Regions from separate parts of the Gasterosteus aculeatus genome. Here region 2 is linked to region 1. Evidence: chromatin contacts called from public Hi-C data. All regions are on one chromosome and are shown on one strand. Each heading gives the region's core, a stretch centred on a gene start, on an enhancer-like site or on the middle of the called end of the contact. The rest is flanking DNA. Distances are from core to core; before and after follow the strand shown.

Region 1 (3,195 bases), core at 75-2,574:
CCTTGGATGTTGTAATGCTTTTTATCTTAAAATGACAATCAATTTTACACTTGTTTTTTTATAAATGTATAAACAGGTAGACGTTACTTTTAATGCCTGTGTTGCTATATGTGGTTATTGTTTTTGTGAATATTCCTGTTGATTATCATTTATTATTATTATTATTATTATATCATTCTGATCTGGGCTGCAATTCAATTAAGCGCTATTTTCTTTCTTGTCCATAGCATTTTTTTTTTTCTTGCTACCGTTCTTTTTATTTAAATAGAAAAACAAAAAACAATGCTAATTGCTGCCTGTTTATAACTGTGACATCTTCTTGGAAGCTAGAAATGAAGAAATGTATGTGCAATAGAACAACTTGACACCCCCCCCTTGCTTCTCAGGATGCCTTGTTGTCAACCCTGTAACCGATAGGAGGCACCGACTGTTGCAGACTACAGGTCTCCATGGATACAACAAACTGCACAGAAAAATTCAACACGTGTTTTGGAAAGTGATCTCAGGCAGATGATGACGTGACCACTAACATGAAGGTTTAGCTCCAGTAAACAATTGGCTGGTAAAAACATTAAGACAGCAGCAGAAGCCCCCCCCCCCCCCCCCCCCCCCCCCCACCTATGAACCAAACTGAAACCTTATTAAGGAGATTTTAAATGAAACGTGATATATATCTCTAATTATTTTATTATTTTTTACAACCACATATCAAATGTCAGTAACTATTGAAATCAACAAAGCTCCATTTAGAGGAAGAGAAGAATTCTTTCCTGTAAACTTAAACTAGTGTTTTTAATGTTTTGAAGATATCTTCTTACTTACACACTTTTCCCACAGTCTTTAAATAATTCAGTAAATAGTTTACTGTCCTAAGAAAGAAAGAATATTTATTTTCTGCCAAACTAGTGGGGGGTTTTGAGTGCTGTTATCAGAATTCTACATTCACAAATATAAATTCCCAGTTTGCTGATATTCAGGGAGTCTAAATTGAAAAATATTATGCCAGGAAAGTATTGGAGTGGAGTCCGTCTTGTTTCCGAGCCTGTGTTCAGATTGTTGTGACACTGACGCTGTGTCGAAACCTCGGCCATGCGGGTCAGCGGTTTACTGAAGGGCAGCGTGACTCTGCAACAAACTCCGGGGCCAACGTGGCCAACGTTTGAATGCAGTTGGGGGGGTGGAAACAAATCCGAACGTCTGAAGTGGACTGTAAATATGTCGTGTGTATCTGCGGTCGACTTTGTTTCTGTGATCTCTGCTGCGTGTTTCTGCGTTGCGCCCGGGGGCCCGGAGCCAGCTGCTGTTATCACAGCGACGAGTGGGTTAGAGGGTAGTTTTCCTTTCCAGGACAAACCACAGAGGGGAAGTTCAACCACAGAGGGGAAGTTCGGGGGGGGGGGGGGGGTGCTCCAAATACCGGTTACTCCGCAAAAAACGGTGTCTATGCACAGACTGTGTGTGTGTGTGTGTGTGTGTGTGTGTGTGTGCGTGTACGTGCGTGTGTGAAAGGGGTCAAAGCCAGTCAAGAGGAGGAAAAGAAAAGGTTTTTGCAGACTGTTTGCGACATGTGTATTTATATTTCCTTTTTATTTGGGCTTGTCTTGAAGTCGTCATTGTCGCCACCAAGATGATTTTTCAAGCTGTTTTGAGAAGTTTAAAAAAAAGCAGAATTCTAGATGAAATGGAGGCTGTTGAGATAAACGCACGGCTGTAAACTTTCCTTATTTCATCCAGTTGCTAAAGGGAATTGGAAGCGGACAAATGTTTTATTTAGCTAAAAAGTTAGACACAAATATATCAGAATGAAATTCTACGTTTGCATACTTTCTATGCTATTTTCATACATGGGGTTCACACTAATGAGGAAACATGAAAAGGAATCTCCAGTGCATTTTATTACCGTGTAACTTATTGGTTTCAATTTGATTTTTACCACCTTTTTGTTTTTAGTAATGATTTACAAAGCACTGTATATTAAAATTTTAGAATCTTCAAGAATCTTTTTGGAGTGTTTTTTTTTTAAGTTGTCGACATTGTTGCTAAATGCTTCAGAGGAGAAGCTGCACAAGGGGGCAGCATTGCTGCAGTCTCGTAAAACCGCTAAAGTTATACATATTATTATTGGTTTGAATAAATGTGTTGAGCTGAAAAAGAGGAAAGCATCTCCTCTACCCAGTTTACTATATTAATATATATATAATAATATATATATATATATATATAATATATATATGACATTCTACAATGTGGACAAAATAATTTATGGCATCACAGCATAGAGCGATGGGCAATTGTTCTATATTACCACAAATTCTGAATTTAAGTTAAGATACTTGACAAACTAAGAACTGGGATTTTAATTTCTTTATTATGTTGCATTTGAAAGTGAAATGAATCCTTTTGATTTTGTGATAATCATTTCAACCAAATCATGCTCAGAATGTGAAATATTTAAACTTCAGTGCAAAATATCAAGGAATCTAAACTGAGACAAAACAACCGTGATCCGTCTCAGTAAAGACACAGTGTCTCTTTATGTAAAATCAATAGTTCTAGTGAATTTTGAGTTCAAATTGAAGCTGCCAACGTGCACAAACTCCCTTTTTCTTACTGATTCTTACTGTAATGTTACTTTGTTTATTGCTTCTGTTTTCTTTCATTTACACCTGTCGCCATATTTTGTTTACCGCGCTGGGATTTTTCTCCTCGATGAAGCAGTTCGTTGTAGAAAAGGTCAATTTTTCTTTTCTTTCTTTTTTTTAATGTTTGATTATTTCAATGTAAGTGTCTTTGAGTACAATAAAAAGCGATATACAAATAAAATAAATAAATAAAAATAATGGCGATACAAGGAGGTGGGGAACTGCCAACTCCCACTAGCACCAGGTCCAGCAGCAATGCATTCTGGGAAAGGCAAACAAGAACAGCATGCGGATCAGATGTGTCCTCGTGTACTCTCTTTTTTTTTTGCTTGTTCCAAACCGTGGGAGGAGAAGGAACAGGAGGGAAGGGACGAGAGGATTGGAGGAGATCGGTGCAAGAACACAACTTTATCGGACGGCCGTGCAGCTGGAGAGAATTAGACACCAAAGGGACGTCTCATAGGAGATCTTTGGACAACACCGAATCACAAAATTGCTTGAAAGCTCATTCGCGTCCATCTGTCTTTGTCTTTTGAGTGTGAAAAACTGCACT
Region 2 (3,200 bases), core at 237-2,736, 54 kb after region 1:
ATGAAATTGTCTTTAACGACTGAACCACTTTTATTAAGCTACTTAAATCAGTAAATGGAATACTTTTACCTTCTTTGTATGACCACACTAACGACCCTTTGGCAGTCAGAATGTCTGACCAATCAAGGTTTTTCCCTTTCTGCAGCATCATGCTGTTTAAGTAAAACTGATAATGATCGATACGTCCCGGAGACGCCGTCTTACTCAGCGGATGCATCAGTGGTGGATGTGCAGTGTGAGCATCGCTGACGGAGCATCAATCAGCAGTATTGACTCACATCTGTGTCAATCATGCAGTGTGGAGACAGCTTCACAGAAATGTTCTTTCAAATCTTGGCAAATACACTAATTTGCTTTCTTGATATAGATTACTGTGACGGTTCCCTACTGTGTTACTTGTGTGTGTGTCTCTTTTAACGGCAGGTTGCTGGAGAGTGCTAAGTGGCGACACCAGGTGCGCCAGGTTAAAGCGCCGCCTTCCTGGCAACTTGGGTGACTGATCACTCCGCGCCTCGTCGGAAGCCATCGGATGTGGATTGTCCCGCCGAGATCTAACGTGAAATAAAGACTTCATCTTTTGGTCAACTTGCTGCGTCTCCTGTTTTAGGTCATGGCTGTTAGAGGCAGGTCGTGACAATTACCGTACTGTCAGCAATAATGTTAATACGGGTACACACGTCTAAATTCTGTAGAGTGATAAGGAAGTTATTTGCACATTAAGCGTTTAGCTTGAATTTAACCAAAAAATAATTAAGTCTCCTTACTACAGGTTAAATTAGGTGAAAATTCAGTCAGGAAGACCGGACAGTTCTGTGCCGTTCCCTGGTGGCCTCCTCTCTCCCTGGGGGCGCACGGCCAGCTGATTTGTGGCGGGGTCGGGTAGTATCAGACGTGGGTGTCGTTACCGTAAATCAATTGCATTGGTGCAGGCAAACGTTAAAAACTGCTGTCTTTTCCTATCAGTTGGCATTTCAGTACGCACCAAAGGTGACCCGCCACCACCTCCAATCTACAGCAGAACCTGGCATATCAGGAGATTGGTGCAATTTAGGCTCTACCACCACCACCAGTGTCTGGACTCCCAAAGGGGGGGGATATGCCTCATCTCGGCTCGAGATCCCGGCCTCTGGTCTATCCTGCGGCAGGATGGAGTCCAACCCCCAAACAACTTTGCAATATCAATATTATGCATGTTATAATAAAGCATTGTTCAAATTTCAACAAGTCTCTCCGGATTGAAATGAGATTTAAAAGGTTATTTATCAGACCACCCCAAGAAAATGTATGCATTTCCTTCACGTCCTCTACGCTTGTCTCGGCTGGGCTCGGACCGGGTCCCATTGGCGGCGGGTCTAAGAAGCAGTTAGCCAATCACTGATAAAGTTAATGAGTGACATTATAATTTCAGCTAAATCCATTGAGATTTGGGCCAGCCCTTCGCCACCTTACACTGCGCTCTCGTCAGGGCGAGTCTCGTGATGCGCCGGTTGACAACATAACAAGAGCGACCACCGGCAGTGTCCTTCCAAGAAGACCCGAACTCTGTACGAGAGAAGAACTTTGCCGGACAAAGTAGAGGTAAAACAGGTGGACCCAGCCTGACCTCGCAATCAGAAAACGGACCGGCGTGAAAGGGAAGCCGCATGACGCTTCTGTAGAGACTTCTACAACGGGATGTTTAGCTAGCTAGTTAGCTACATTCTAACGCTGTATATACGCGCAGGACGCCGCCGTGTTAAGCCTAGTTTATGCTTCTGCATTTTTATAGCGACGCAAGGACACGCACACGCAAAAGCCCCTTGCATGCCCCTTGCGTGCGTCGACGGATTTTTCTAGACTTCTAGACTAGCATCAAAAGCTACGCAGCCCGCAAGGCTGTGATTGGTCTGCTGACTACATCCTTTCCGGAGTCTCACATTTACGGTTTCATAGCATAATACCGCCATTATTAAAACGGAGATTTTTCACGAGAGAATGGTTCAGATTGAAGAGCTTTTGTCGGAGGAAATCCGTAAATATGACCACGTATACAACCCGTCATTTCGGGGAACTATAAGAACGCGCGGATGGCCTCTGATTCATGGAGGGAAATCTCTGCAAACGTCGGTTTGCAGAGATTTTATTGCCCCGTGCATCGCCACTGCTGCTGAACTATGAAAAAAGATAATGCATTCAATTTCCCATTTGTTGAGTATGTGTGAGTAAATGGACTGATTACTGCTGGGTATAATTTAAATCCTTTTTTGATGTGACTATGCTTCAACTTCAAACCTCTTACAACTATGGCATTGAAGTTGGGTCAGAAGTATCTCAAATTTAAATCCCCAAGAGAAACTGCTTTCGCTTTCATATGTACTCAAACTGATGAAGTATGTCCACAAATAATATCACTCGCTGTTCATCTCTGGAGCCCATTTTCACAATAAAACATTCAGCTCTTGAAACATTTTCTGTACCTCAGCAATAAACCCAAGTCTGTTTCTTCCATGTGGGCAGGACATTTCCTCTCTGCCATACGCAATAAAACAAACTGGCCACATTCAGCATATGAAAAAGGTTTTGTTCCAGTAAAGCTCTTAATTGAACCCTTTGAACACGGCCGGTGCTGCACTGTACTCACCCGGTACAATTAAATACAGTATAGTTGTTTTCTACCGTCTGCCAGGCTCTTTGGGTCATTTCTTGGAAGAACTGGACATCCTCCTGTCCAACTTCGTAGCAACATCTGCTCCCTCTCTTCCTATGCCCCTATGCGAACATCGGAAAGGAAATGGCGCAAACTACCTTGACTGAAAAGACTAACAAATTGTAGCACTTGAATTGTACTTATAATGGCTCTTATAGCAAGTTGTAAATCAGCTTATTTGATTAAATTAAAAATTGTTCTTTTGAGTTTGTATCCCTATGGTAGCAATGCACTCATTGTAAGCCGCTTGGGATAAAAGCGTCAGCTAAATGTCATCTAATGTAATGGAAAACACCAGACCCCGTCCTGTTTAAGGTGCTTTAAGAGAAGCAGGCGAGCATGCAGGCAGAACAGCATCTATTCTCTGCAGGTCTACAGCGGTTAAACGTTCTGGACACGTTCTCCTCTGCCGTCATGGCCTGGAGCCTTGACATGACAGTTTTTCTCACAGAAATCAACACAATGGCCGTAATAACCTTTGGGTTTATAATAATAGAATAATAGAAATAATGAT

What was found. A called contact is a pair of places that touch in the nucleus more often than the background predicts.
Region 2: a contact with region 1 is called in a Hi-C map of whole body, with 2.6 times the contacts expected there. The contact joins two enhancer-like sites. A contact is called at or near these places in 2 of 6 Hi-C or Micro-C datasets (skeletal muscle and whole body).

What each region holds. Positions count from the first base shown.
Region 1 is chr15:11,852,652-11,855,846 of fGasAcu3.hap1.1, forward strand. It overlaps mideasb (mitotic deacetylase associated SANT domain protein b), which reads left to right. Exons shown (of 13, transcript XM_078089665.1): 13 at 1-1,995. Among protein-coding and RNA genes, the nearest start is that of crip1, 14 kb to the right of the region's middle. Within about 2 kb of position 1,325, at least 1 of the 9 cell types and tissues checked has open chromatin away from gene starts, as enhancers often do.
Region 2 is chr15:11,906,540-11,909,739 of fGasAcu3.hap1.1, forward strand. No RefSeq gene overlaps it. Among protein-coding and RNA genes, the nearest start is that of crip2, 6.1 kb to the left of the region's middle. Within about 2 kb of position 1,487, at least 1 of the 9 cell types and tissues checked has open chromatin away from gene starts, as enhancers often do.